2 separate regions of the Drosophila melanogaster genome follow, and region 2 is linked to region 1. The links are chromatin contacts, called in public targeted proximity ligation maps. All regions are on one chromosome and are shown on one strand. The core of a region is the stretch at or near the end of the contact, and the rest is flanking DNA. Distances in the headings are between cores, read along the strand shown. Region 1 holds the start of CG5418. Region 2 holds the start of t-cup (tetleys-cup).

Region 1 (7,126 bases), core at 2,716-5,215:
ATTAAATAATATTCTAACTACAATATTTAGTTTTACCTTTGTACACTGTTTGGTGTATTGGTATTTAGGTATCTATTCGTCATTGTTTTGATAAGGAGGGAATACATTATGGTAGTAAAAATTGCCGCGTAATACATTTTTTTTAGGTTTTTGCAAATCAACTGAAAAAAGAATTCGAACGGAAGTGGCTTTTACCTCAATGAAAGTCCGTTCTTAATCATACGTCATATCTCAGTTGGTAAACTGGTTATATAGAGTTTGTAAGGCGAATTCCACGAAAGCGTATTACTAACAAACTGTTTTATTCTTTAAACATACAGATTGGCTGCTGGTGGCCAGTGGATTATTCCAGGCGGTCTTTGCGTTGGCTTTCGCCTACTGGGCGGACGTCTATCATCCCATCAAATGGCTGGTGGGAACTCTGATGCTGCAGGCGGTCACCTGTGTGGTGGCTGTGATTCCCTCCATTATGAACTTGTGAGTAACTTGTAAAAAAAAAATACTTCATTAGCATTTGATTTCTAAAAAAAATAATTTCTTACAACTCTCTTGCAGTGCCGATGGCAACCAGGCAAAGGATGCTCTGCTGGATGCCAATATGTGCGCCACATCCTTGGCACAGTTCCAAAGGCTCACACTGACCGAGGCCCAGAGCAGCAGCCTAACCCTTGCGATGCTCTTCGTTCTTCAGCTGGCCTTGGGAATGGGAGGATTGGCCTACTACACGCTGGGGGTTAGCTACATCGACGACAACTCCCTGTCCCAAGATAGTCCGGCGGTGATAGGTGCTGCTCTGGCTGCGCGCGTATTTGGCCAGCAGGCTGGATCCTTCCTAGTGCTTGGCGTTGGTCTCACCCATGTGGGTTGGTGGCTCGGTTGGGTGATACTGGCACCCTTCATTTTCGTGGGCGCTGTGCTCCTGGGACTGTTTCCCAAACGACTGCCAAAGACCGTCATTCACCAGGCGGCGCAACGGATCATTGAGCAGTCCAGCATGCGTAGGTTTGGCAGCCAGTTCTCAACATATATGGATGACTCCGATTTTTGGCCATCTCTGAAGAGGCTATTCAATAACCGCCTACTGATGTTCAATCTGTTGAGCATCATGTGCGTGCAGAGTGCAGTCGTGAACTATGGCCTCCAGGAGGAGAGCTATCTGCAGAGCAGATTCTTTTTGCCCTACAACGAACAGGATGGCTTGGCGGCAGAGTGGAGATCGGCATTCGTTTCCTATTTCCTCAAGCCGCCAGTTATGGCATTGGGAATGCTGATAAGTGGCCTGGTCATCTCGAAGGCCAAGTTATCTGCTCGTAAAATCACCGGTATAAACATAGCCCTCAGTATACATCTGGTAGCGATTTTCATCGGCCTGATCTTTGTCCAGTGCGATGTGGGCGCCATTGCTGGTGTGGAGGGTGGTAAGCTAAAACAGCCCTATTGCTCCAGTCAGTGCCTATGCACACCCACTGCCTTCATGCCCGTGTGTCCGGAAAACAGTTCCGTCACCTACTTCTCGCCCTGCTACGCGGGTTGCACCAAAAAGACCACCATCAATAGCTTTCAGTTGTTCGAGGGCTGCAGCTGCAGCGGGGATCAGTCCTTGAATTCCACTGGTCAGATGAGGGCAACCGCTGGAGCTTGCAGCTCCGACAATTGCCAGAGTGCCATCATCATCTTCCAGATCATGAGCATTTCGGTGGCATTTCTAATGGGCGTCGGAGCCATAGGAAAGACGTTGATCACACTGCGAGCTGTCCTGCCACAGGATAAGTCATTGGCCCTGGCCTTTGAACTAATGATCGTGGGCCTTTTCGCCTATGTTCCAGTGCATCTCAGCTACGACATTGTCACCCGTGAGTGGAATTTAAAAATTGAACTTAAATATAGTCTAAGCTACATAAACTTTCTTTTGATTAGGTACAACCTGCGTTTACTGGGCACCCAACTACGAGCGCTGTCTGCTGCGAGAAACGCCGAAGCATGGCAACATCCTCGATATTCTCACAGCCTCATTGATCCTGGCCAGTGTGCTTTTCGACATACTCGTATACATATTCGCCAAAGGACTCAATCTTTACAACTGCAAGGTGACGGACAATAATTACACACCCTCTCTGTACGCACCAATTCCGCATGAGGATGCGACAACGTCGCCCAGTGCTCCACGTGGAGGAAGTCCAGTAACCACCACCACCACCTCATCGCCCATTCAACGCAGAGATGCCGCTCCAGAACCACGGACAGAGACAGCGGTATTCAGGAATCCCAGTTCGGTGACTACTTCATCGGGTGGAGCACAGAGCATTGTGGAGCCCAGTGAGAGTGGGGTCACCTATGCACAAGTGGTCTTTCCACCAGACAGACGTAAGCCAGATGATGGTAGCACCAGTCCCAAGCGGTTGGCCGTCCCAGCGAACGTACCATTGCATCTGCTCTCCGAGTCGGACGTTCGCAGCCAGTTGGGCAACCTGAAGTCCTTCAATCCTCCCAAACAGGAGGCGGACAGGGGTCTAGACACTGTAGACACCGACGATGTGGTGGTCACCCAACCGCAGGTCCAAGCTGTGCTTCCGATAACCAGAGACCTTCATCCAAACCATCAACCGCAACCTGAGAGTCCGAGGCCACAGAGCCCAGAAACGGACTTCTAAAAGGGGTCACACAAAGTATTCTAATATGTTTTTATTACATTCGTAAACTTAAGATCGATCCAATGTGCCAAGACAAATCATAAGAACAATTAAAGTTATTCTTCATTTCATTTAAAAAGCAAATAATTGTATCTTAAAGATTATTACGTTGTTCCTGCTCGCAGAGCTCTGTGATATCTACGCCCGGAAGGAATCCCGTCCAGGACATAATAGTGCGAAATGGTTCTCTATTGAGATGTGTTATGATCCGCACATTGCTCTTTTTCCCATGGATAGCATCCACACGGCGACCTCGCAGATGATCCAGTACCATCTGGCCACGGGTGTGGACTCCGGCCAACTCCACTGTGGCATGGTAATCCAACTGCTCGGCAATCATCGCCTTTGGGAAGATATAGGCTGCTGCAAGAGCGGCATCGGGATTAATCCAATGCTTTATGTCACGTGGCACCAACATGGATCGCTCCACCCTGGACAAAAGCTCGACTAGGGGATGGTCTACAGAGCCCAAGACATCCAGCCGCCAGTCAAGTGACAGATTGAAGTCGTCATCAATGCTGGGTTCCCAGGGAAGAATAACAGCTGGCACCTTCAAACGCTCCAATGTTGTATGCGCCGCCTCCGGATCCATCATAAAATTGAACTCTGCACACTTCATGATATTTCCGCGACCATATATATTTCCACCCATTATAAATATTCCACCGATTTTGTCCAAAAAATCATCGCCATATAGATTAATGCAGCTGGCAAAATTAGTTAGTGGCCCGCAAAGTAGAAAGTCAACTTGTTTTGGATATTGACACACTAGCCGATACATGGCATTCACGGCGTGCTCCTGCTGCAGTTGCTCCTGCAGATCACTCACATCTGGGTAGCCGCCAATGTCATTAAGGCCGTCAGTGCCGTGGAAGCGGGAAATGTCCAACCATGTCCGAGTTACAATGGGATTGGCACAGCCCCTGAAAACTGGCACCTGCGATACGCATAAAGTAGTGGAAAATCAATATAAGCTCTAAAGATCTTTGGCCAAAATAGTCGTGCCCTAATTTAAAAATTTTATTTGCTAGAAACTTACATCACGCCTTTCCAATAATCGAAGTATTTTTAGGGCGTTCTGGGCTCCATTCACCACATCCGTATTGCCCTGTACACAAGTAATCGCAATCAGCTTGTACCGCCTCCCACTCGCCAAGGACAATTGTTCTCCACGCAGTAGGAGAGCCAAAGCCCAGGCGTCGTCCGTTCCAATGTCGCAGTCGAAGACCACTAAGCGCTCCAACTTTCTTGTATCGTTCTCCATGCCTATGGAATACCACACTCATAATCACTCGCTTTTTATACGTTTTGCGGTTACTTATAAATAAAAAAATACAAATCGGTATCATAGAATATCTAACCTAATTATGTATGTTCTTTAGTGAACAAGTAAGTATAGGATTATTAAGTATATATTTTCATAATTTCACAATCATAAGCCACGTTTGTTAGTTTGGCCTGAAGTCAGCCTATTGGCCCCTCTGTATAAACGTTAATATCTCTGAAATAGAATTTTCCAATATTTTTGGCTTTTATAATTTTCAAGATTATACTGATTAGAAATAAAAGAAACTTATGTTGCTCGTTTATGATTATCAAGCGCTCGATTATCACACGATTAGTTTTATGACCTTATAAATGTGATTAAATTGCTTAAGTTCGTTTATAATAGTAGCTCTTAAAGTGAATTTAGATTCAGTTTTTATTTGCCAACCATGTCAATCACAACCATTGGAGGCTACCAATTGGGCAAGATCCTGATCGAAGGCAAGACCAAGAAGGTGTACGACCTACCGGATCATCCAGGATTATGTCTGCTGTTGAGCAAGGATCGCATTACAGCTTTTGATGGACTCATGGCCCATGAGCTTCAAGGCAAGGCGGCTATCTCAAATACCACAAATGGACTGGTTTTTAGGCTACTCAATGAGGCGGGAATCCGAACCGCTTACGTGGATCAGTGTGGCGATAACGCTTTTATAGCACGAAAATGCCAGATGGTGCACATAGAGTGGGTGACGCGTCGTTTGGCCACCGGATCTTTTATCAAATTAAATCCGGAAGTGCCCGAAGGATATCGATTTGCACCACCAAAGCAAGAGACTTGCTTCAAGGACGATTCTAGTCACGATCCCCTGTGGTGCGATGAGCAAATTCTCTCCTCGAATTTTGAGTGCAATGGCCTAATAATTGGCGCAGACGAAGTTCAAATAATGCGACGCACTTCACTAGTGGTATTCGAAGTTCTCGAAAGAGCATGGAAAACAAAGAACTGTGCCTTGGTGGACATGAAGGTTGAATTCGGTGTGGACGAAGATGGCAACATATTGCTGGCGGACATAATTGACTCGGATACGTGGCGCATTTGGCCGGCGGGCGACAAACGGCTAATGGTGGACAAAACCGTGTATATAAATTTGGATACAGTAACCGATAGCGATTTGAATACAGTCAAGCGCAATTATTCTTGGGTAATAGAGCAGCTATCGAGCATTGCGCCGCCCCAGGACCATCTGGTGGTAATCCTAGTGAGTAGTGAAATGGATGTGGAACATGGCGAACAGATCGCCACCTGCATTGGATCACTAGGCATGAAAGTGGTGCTCCGAGTGTGTTCTGTTTAGCGAAAATCCCGAAGAAGCGCTCCAAATTCTCCGGACATTCGAGGCGGTGATTAATAATCTGGTATTCGTGACCGTCGACGAGCGATTAAATAGTTTGGCCAACGTGATTTCGGCCAACACCAGTTTTCCGGTGATCAATTGTACGCCCATTCAATCCGACACCATGTTTATGAATATGTGGTCCAACTCGAATCCAACAAGTGATCCGGAGGCAGCTGCTAAGCATGTGGCGTCTTTACTTAGCTTGGGAAATTTTATGATTTGGTCCAAGCTGCGAGTAAATCAGCTAAACAAGCAAATCGCAATCAAAAAGATCGACACAAAGCTGCGTGGCATTCGTCACCCTCCCAAATCATATTGATGTAAAGTATGCGTAGAACCACAACCACTTCAATTTGATCAGGAACTTTTTTTACAATTTGCACAAAAATAAGTGTAATTACAAATAAATACAAAATAAAATGAAACTGAAAGATTTTTCTTTTAGATATTTAATTGTTTAAACATGTGCCACAATCATGGATCGCAGCTTTCTGTTTAGCACAATCAAATTGCACGCAAAAATCAAATGCGAAAAAAAGTTTTGTGGTATTTGAGTAGCCTAACAAAAGGGCTTAGTTTAAATTGTCAAAATAAGTCAATTTTACATCTCGCATGGTTACGAAAATAAAATAACAGTGCATACTTTTCGGCGAAATTTGATTTAAAGCATACATAAAGTCAAGACGTGAACTTTTCGAATTACTATTAGAACATTTTTGTTTTACCTTTTTTGTTAGTGTTGATTAGTATTGCTTAATTTCATTGATTCCCACAGAAAAATTATATATGTGCAATAGTTATACCTTGAAAATTGCGAAGTTTTAAAGTATTCATTTGATTCCATAATAAATTTTCCATTCCCAAAATTGCAGAACGTTTTTGATAAAGTACAAGACAAGAATATTTTGGTTTTCAATATAGTTTTATATTATCCTTTATTTTAATATAGGTTGTTTGCAGTTATTTTGTTTAGATGTATTTTAATTATTTTTGCGCTTACAAACTAATTAATAAATTAATAGTTAGCTTAAAAAGAGGCTTAAGTCGTAAAACTCATAGGAGAAGAACTAAACATGAAACGCATGAAGATGGTTCTCTGAATTGAATACAAAAATCATAAAGGGAAATACTTTTCAACAGAATTACTGTGTTCGGGGGATGTGACATTAGTCTGTCCTGTCCGTCCGTCTATCTGATTTGTCTGTCCATTGGTGTTTGCCCTGTAGACAGCTAGTTTTCGGCACTTGGAGTTGGAGTATCATATTTGGTTTTAATCCCTTTTCATTTTGGATGATAATTTTCTTGTTTAATCCACGCTAGCCTTAGACAATTTGCGTCTCCGCAGGCTGCATTTTGTGTTCTCTGGGGCAGAATCGTGTGCCCTGCCCCAAAAACGAGTGAGTGCACTTTGGCATTGCAAAACTGGGCGTCTACAGGGCGGCCAACTTCGGACAGGGACAACTCTGGGAGGCGGGAGACCTCTTTGGAGATTGGTCCGTTTTTTTTACTGCTGCAGCAGTTCTGGATCTTTTTGTGGTTTTATCTTGTGGTCTTGTCGGTCTAAGAGTGCGGGTTGTGAAACGCAATAGTTAATGTGTAGAAAATCCTATAACAGATTTCGTATGAACATTAAGGAATTTTCCAACTAAGAGTAATCCAAAATTATCGACTAAATAATTTTAACAAAAAATAGGACGAGTTTGTCTTCATCTTACAATTTTAGCTTTTCCATCATGTTGATTTTGTGTGATTTAAATTTTTGTTGCAATG
Region 2 (7,126 bases), core at 1,649-4,148, 44 kb after region 1:
GAAAAGGAAATAGAACTGATAACATTCAATTTGTATTGAAGTAACCGCCAATTCAAAGATCGCCGTTTTTAAACTTGAAAAAGAATGCAAAATGACTTTAATAAAATGATATTCAATGAATTTATCTAATAGATACTTTCTATACTAATCTATCTATACTAATAGATACTTTCCAATCACGATTACTGAACTCTACCTCAACAGAATTAACATAAGAACTAATCACTGACGTCACACAAAACAAACAATGGCTATCAACTGACAGGAAAAGCGTGTGCACTTTGATTATAAGCCACTCGATTAACCAACTCTAACCAAATAAATATGGAAATGCGAAAAGTCAAATGCAAATACAAAATGCCTGGGCAGCACACATGTTCAAATGACTTATCGAATGTTCTGTATGATCATCTGACTGAACACCGATTTCATGGCAAATTATGAACAGGCAAAGGAATACGATTTCATAACCCATGCTGCAAATTGCAGGGGAGACCAAGAAAATTAGAGGAAATAGGTTGCGACAAGTGACGAGTTAGCGTGAAATTTATAGCCAACAACAGTCCGCGTCTGAGTGAAAGAAAAGTCAGAGAAAAGCGATGCAAAGGAAAAAATGCAAACGATACAGTTTTGCTTTCTGATTTAAGCAAATTACAGCAGCTGGCCACCTGCGCGTATACGTAATGTGAATTTATTGGCTCATTAGAGTTGAGCAAACGTTAAAGCGTCGCGGCAAAAATAGTTTGCAGCTAAAGCAAAATTTATGCTTGGTATATTTTTTGTGCGCTGCCTTCGTTCACCAAAACTCATCTATATCTATCTATATTAAAGTGTATTATATATGAATGCAAACAGTCGTACAACACATGTCTAATTGGCGTTTAATTGCAGTTGCTTGAAAGTCATTGCGACTGGACAGCTGTCAGTTGAACGTTCTCATCAAGGAAACTCTTATCGCCGAGCTGATAATTTATATAGTCGAGCGATAAGCCCGGCATTATTCGGTATTGTTTAGTCATATTCTAAATATAGGACATTACTCAACGTTAGGCAATATGAGATGATTTTGGATACGGGAAAGGAAGTATTTGAGAAAGATAAGGATTTTATTTTAACGAAAAAAAAAAATTATAATAACAACCTATTTTTATTATTAATTGCTTTATGTTCAACTGCCTAATTAACCCCGTTTAACTTACTGACTTTTGCGTTGGGTTGAAATGAAAACACGCTTACCTGAAACGAAAATGCAAAAATAAACATCAATTAATTAGGTGAAATCCAATTCCAATCAATTTCAAGTACTTATGCCTAGGCAAATAATTAATTTTTAAATGATTGAAAGAGCTGTCCATTCGAAAACGACGCAAAAGGTCGTCGCCGCAGTCGAAAATGAAGACGAAAATAATATAAAGCAAAATGCGAAAAAAAAACTGACTTAATTAATTGTCGTAATCATGGTATAGCAACAAATTAAGTGCATGGGTAACTGTAAAAATAAATTTCAGCAATTTTAAAGAGCTAGCTTCCTGCCAAAAGACGTCACCACGAGTGCAAGCAATTTGTTGGCCAACAGAAGACCACACCCAAGTGCCCACCAAGAAAATGAAAAGGGAAATGGCATCAATTTTCGCGTGGTTGGCCAATTTTGGCAAAAAAAAAAAAAAAAAAAAAATGCACCAACCGTGTGGGTGTTGATGGCTAAAATATAAGCACACAAGTCTATCGTTCTTTTCTCGACTCAGAATATTCTTTTGTCAGCCTGTTGGCAGGTGGATGCCACATGGGGATGAGTCAAATACGGAATAGGTTCCGCCTTTTAATTGAAACGCTTTGCCTAATTTGGCACTTAATGTCAAGTATCGCCGAAAATAGGTGAAGATATTTTGAGGAACTTGCTTCACTGCAATTTCTTAGAAATTTAATGAATAATTAAATGTGGGCTAACAAAACATCAAACGTAACGTGACAAATTCAAATTGAATACAGAAATTTCTAAACAAACTATTTGATTTTGCACGTATTTCTAGCTAAGTTTGCGTGTTAAACAATTAAAAAAGCAATTTAAAACGGTTCCATTTAATCTGTTATAAAACTGCAAATTATTGCTTGATAGTTTAATTATCATTTAAAATGATTACATTTTGATTGTCCCCGTTTAATTCTGAACCATTTAATTTTGTTATAGCGAAATTTTATAATTTTCATTTCTAACAATCGGAAATTTGCGCATGGATAAGAATTTTGGAATTGGATTCTTCTAAACATTTCTGTGATTTGGTTTCCGATGGCAATGTTTCGGCAGTTAAAACTGATTTCATTGACTTTTCATTAGCTTTGATGGGTTCTATCATGTCCTCCTCAGTTTCCTCCATTACATCTACATCATGATTTTCAATTTTTCCCATAAGAGGATTGCCCTGCTCATCGATGACTTCACCGACACATGAATAATTCGTTTCCAGTATGGATTCCCAACGATCCACATAGTTGATCTCCGAATTGTGCGTGTCCATTATTGATTTGAGATAATTCGTAAAATCCCTGCCAGCTACATGAGATAGGGTGCCGGTTAAACCGAATTCCTCGAAATCACTGGATACATCGTAGATCTTTCCCCTTAGCGCCACCAGTATTCTGCCATCACTTCGTGTCCCATCGAATCCCAACAACTGATCCAGATTCAATTTGATTGGCGGCAAATCGGGTAGATTGGTAGCCAGTAATTTCGAAACAGTCAGTTCATTTCGCTCCTCATTTACATAATAATGCCAATAGGCATACAAATATACCAAGACGGACGCAAGGACTGTCAACACAATGTTGACCGTAAAACCGAAAGCACTTAACTCCCCATCCATATTAAATTTTTGTATCTGTGTTTAGCCAAAGTTTTAATAATTGTAAGTCGAAATTTGTATCTGACTGAACTAGTTTTTAGAAATAACGCTCAATGCCAATTAGGATTCTTCGAAATGTTATTCTGAAATACTGGTGTGAGTAAAAATGGCTTTTGATTCCCATAGATTGGTATCAGTTTAAAAACAAATTTTAAATTGAGCGAAATCTAAAATGTGTTTATCAAATCTTCAATATGATTGTAAAATTGTTATAGAAAAATAGGCCCATTCCCATCTAGCTCTTATTCGCCCTACTATATTTCCATACTTTATCTGTCAATACCTCAATACCTTGTTTTTCTGCCGCTGCCCTCGAAAATATCAAATGGCTGGCTGGCTGTTATCAAACAAACGGAATACTCGCAGTCATATCATTCGCGGTGCCAGGGCAGGTGATAATGTCAGCAAGTGTATCAGGAGCACAGAAATTGGAGCACAGTCCCCCGAGTCGGGCAGTCAGCACAAAAGCAGGTTGAACACAGTTTTCTTATATTATCAGTTGATTAAATATGAATTATATGAACAAATAAAGGCGCAAACACTGGCATGCACAAGTGTGTGTGTGCCACGAAAAAAGATAAGCGCCGGCATACAAAACAAAAAAAAAGTTTAAAACAATATTACTGATACAGGGTGTTGCAAAAAAAAAAAAAGATGAATACCAAAATATGCTTAAAAAATTATAAACTCTTAATGCAAGGGTGCTAATCAGTATTTGTTTACATAGGTCTGTGTATTAATTACACAAATTTCTGACGTTTTATATGTTGTCAAAAGGTGTTAACAGCATTTTTTCAATAAAATGAAAGCTAAATATTTTTGTGTTTTGTTTAAACTACTGAAGAAGTGTTAATTATTAAATTAAAATGTGTTTAGTAATTTTTTTCTGATTCAATGCAGACAATTAAAAATTGTAAAAAATGTATTCATAATATTTTGCTTGGCAAATTGTCTTTTTTCTCACTATGTATTCGAAATGAATGAAATCAAATAGCATTATTTATGAAATTATATGGTCATTTTAGTTCTTTAATTGGCATTTAATTAAAAAATATATATATATATCATATATGCATGTTTAATTTAAATGTATCATAGTTATATATAACTTTTAACTAAGCGTCAAAATGCAATTTTCTAGAGAAACTTGTCTTGAGTGTTTCACAACCTGCCGCTTCTTATTTACTTACCCGATGAAATCTTTGATAAAACAATAAACCTTAAATAAGCCGCGATCATTATTGAGTAAATATTCGGGCTGTATAACTGCAGCGGGCATTATGAGATTGGATTGTGTTTGCTGCTGTTGTTGCTGTTGGTGGTGAAGCATTTGTTGTTGCTGCAGCGTGGATTCGCTGCCGGCGATGTTGTTGTTGTTGCTGCTGCTGCTGGTCGTCGCCATATTGGCAGCCATTTTGTTGGCTAACGCCGCCATTTTGTTGCTACTGTTGCCGCCATGCTGGCAACGCTTATGTTCATGCAACTGTTGTTGTTCTGTCGTTTAGCAGTTATCGTTGTTGTTTAATCAAAGTTAGTAGTGCTGTTTAGCAGCGCAACGCCATTGTTTTGCTTTGGGCCAAATTCGTATATAATTTAAATGAAACTAACCATAAAATTGAAATAACCATTGCAAAGGCTTTAAACTGTATTTGCATACCAATTCAAAGTTATTAATTTGTAATAGTGTTCTATTCTAATTTAATGTCATTTTTTGTCAATTTTTTTTGTTTAATTTTGCTTTTTCTGCAATAGTTATACAAAAAAAAACTAGAACTAAAAAAGAAAAAAAATTTAAATTCAAATCACAAAAGGAATTGGCAAATTGTATTTTGCTTTCATTTGAAACTTTGCCAATTTTCATCAATTTCTATTTCAGCTTCCATTTTGTGTGGTGTGTTGTGGCGACAGTGTGGGTGTTGTTGTTGCATGTGTCTTCATTAAAAGCAAAGTTGCATCGTATGGAGTAAAGTATTTAATTAACATACACAGAGCTCTGACATGCCACAAGTCATTTTGTTGCATGCCTCGCACAAGAAACACACACGTACAACAAATGGGGAGATGAACAACGCTTACATAACACACATGAGAAGCGGATGGAAGAGCATGCGAAATGCAGTAACAACACAAACTGGGTTATCCAATGATTTTGGTTACACGATTTTTGTAGAAATATCATATCATTTTCAATGAATGACAAGTACTGTTTATTTAAAAAAAACAAATTGCATTTTTCCTCAAGAATTTTATATTTTGCTAAACTATCTGCTTGGTATCTCAATCTATTTAAGTGTTTTTGGTTTCAGTCGTATTAAAAAATTAACATTAATTGTGGGTGAAGCTACAAGAAAATCCAAATCTTTCAGAAAAAATTCAGCACATTTGGGGTTTTGGTGCATAATTTGTAAACTGTTAAGATTTCCATGTTTTTTTTTTAAATGAGTCAAAAAGCTAGACAAATTAAAAGCAATGTATTTCACTAGCTATGACAAGAATAGATAAATAATTCTGGAAATGTGATCTACCCATTCCAAGGAAGTGCTTGCTTTCAAATGAATTGTAGTGTGCCACCGCCATAGAAATTGCTTCGACCGGCTGTCAAGTGGTACAAAAATGTAATATGTCTCTGGAGCACAAGTTAGTCGAGCACTGGGTCGCTGGTCTCCCATTTTATCCAGCAGCCCGCAAAACAAATGGCGCCTGTTCACAGCTAGTTGACAGTTCGGCTAGAAATATGACAGCTCCGTCTGGAGGCACTTGTGTGTCAACAACTGTGCAGCAACTTGTTTAAGATGCGATAAGCAAAAAGCACTGACATTTCAGCAATAATAAGGCACGAGAGATGACTCCCCAGAGAGGCATTACATGAGCCCCCGAAAAAAAAAAACAAATTAATTAGCATTTTTAATCACCCGAACCGAAGGCCACTAAGGTTAGCAGGTAATATGTACTCGCCAGAATTATTTATATACATTTTTTTGGGGTATCATATATTTTGCTTTTTAATATAGTCAAGTGGCGGGGCCCTAACGATGATGTTACTCGACCCTGACTTTGACTTCCCTCTGCCCACACAACCACACAACCAACCAGCGGACCAGTCACGTACCAAAGCGGCAGTACAAGTACTTTTTCTTTTTTTTTGTCAAGGGTCCACACTTCTAAGCCCTCGAAGGTATGAAGGGGTCGGCCGGGTTTGGGGCACCAGCATGCCAAGTATTTTCATGCAAAGAGTTGGTGGAAAACCTTGAGATGCTATGCCAAAGAACGAACTCATTCACATTCTCGTCCACAAAAACCCCCCACACACACACTCACTCAATTGAAACTGACACACGGCGCCCAGCATGAAAACAACACAAAACCATTTTGCCTTGAAAACGTTTTCATAATGGAACCCAACTCGACACTAAATACAGCGCGAAACAAGAAAATAAAATCTCTGTTCATAAATGAACTGCATATGTCTAATGCTCGAGTTCCATTGTAAGGGCATCATTTCATAGCTACTCAACACAATGGACGAATGGTTGCTTGCCAAGGATCTTTTCTTGTTTGGTTGAACACGTGCGTGGGCCAGTGGGCTGTGATATACATTAGATGGAATCCGCGGAAGTAATGTGATGGGATGCCTGGGTTTATTAGGCTCAGACAAGGTAATCATGGGCACACAATAAATGGGCCTGAATATTGTTAGAATTTAAGAACACAGTTTAAATATACAGTCATCTTACGTTGAAAACATGGGGTCTTTTTTTTAAAGATATACACAAATATGCAAATAATTTAGGTATATTTGAAATAATGTTAGAAATTATTACTTATTTGGTTGTATTAGTTTGATATATCTATCTATATCTATCTATTTAAAATCCAGTCCGATATTGTTGCAAATAAATTTCCCATTTCAATAAATACTCTTTTAAATTAAAATCGTAGATCTGCCAAGCGTTCAATAAAAATCATTTAAGCATGAAATTTATGCGCATTCTAAAACAATGTCAGCAAGGAGTCGAAATTGCCACCATCACCCCGACTTTTGCTATCCTTATGCGTATTTCAGCTCAACTTACGCAGTGTGTAATGGAATTATGCAAAGTATCTGTGTGTGGGTCTCTGCTACTGACTGTGTGTGTGTGTTTGTACGCCTCATTGAGCTACGGCAGAGAAAACAAAAAAAGAAGCAAACAAGTACGGGCAAGGATCGGGCGAAGGACTCGACAACT

What was found.
Region 2: a contact with region 1 is called in a targeted proximity ligation map of the Kc167 cell line, with 5 times the contacts expected there. A contact is called at or near these places in 80 of 107 Hi-C or Micro-C datasets (the Clone 8 cell line, the D17-c3 cell line, the Kc167 cell line and 28 more) and 4 of 7 datasets of targeted methods (the Kc167 cell line and the S2 cell line).

What each region holds. Positions count from the first base shown.
Region 1 is chr2L:12,449,277-12,456,402 of dm6, forward strand. CG5418 reads right to left here and starts at 3,966. Exons shown (of 2, transcript NM_135727.2): 1 at 3,730-3,966; 2 at 2,669-3,627. The coding sequence starts at 3,954. The coding sequence ends at 2,785. Oatp33Eb (Organic anion transporting polypeptide 33Eb) reads left to right here. Exons shown (of 5, transcript NM_135726.3): 3 at 321-477; 4 at 556-1,853; 5 at 1,918-2,771. The coding sequence ends at 2,651. It overlaps bun (bunched), which reads right to left. Exons shown (of 7, transcript NM_001042894.2): 7 at 6,264-7,126. It also overlaps the pseudogene CR17024.
Region 2 is chr2L:12,494,435-12,501,560 of dm6, forward strand. It overlaps t-cup (tetleys-cup), which reads right to left and starts at 2,899. Exons shown (of 1, transcript NM_165014.2): 1 at 2,182-2,899. The coding sequence starts at 2,861. The coding sequence ends at 2,211. The region is part of intron 5 of bun (bunched); the gene reads right to left.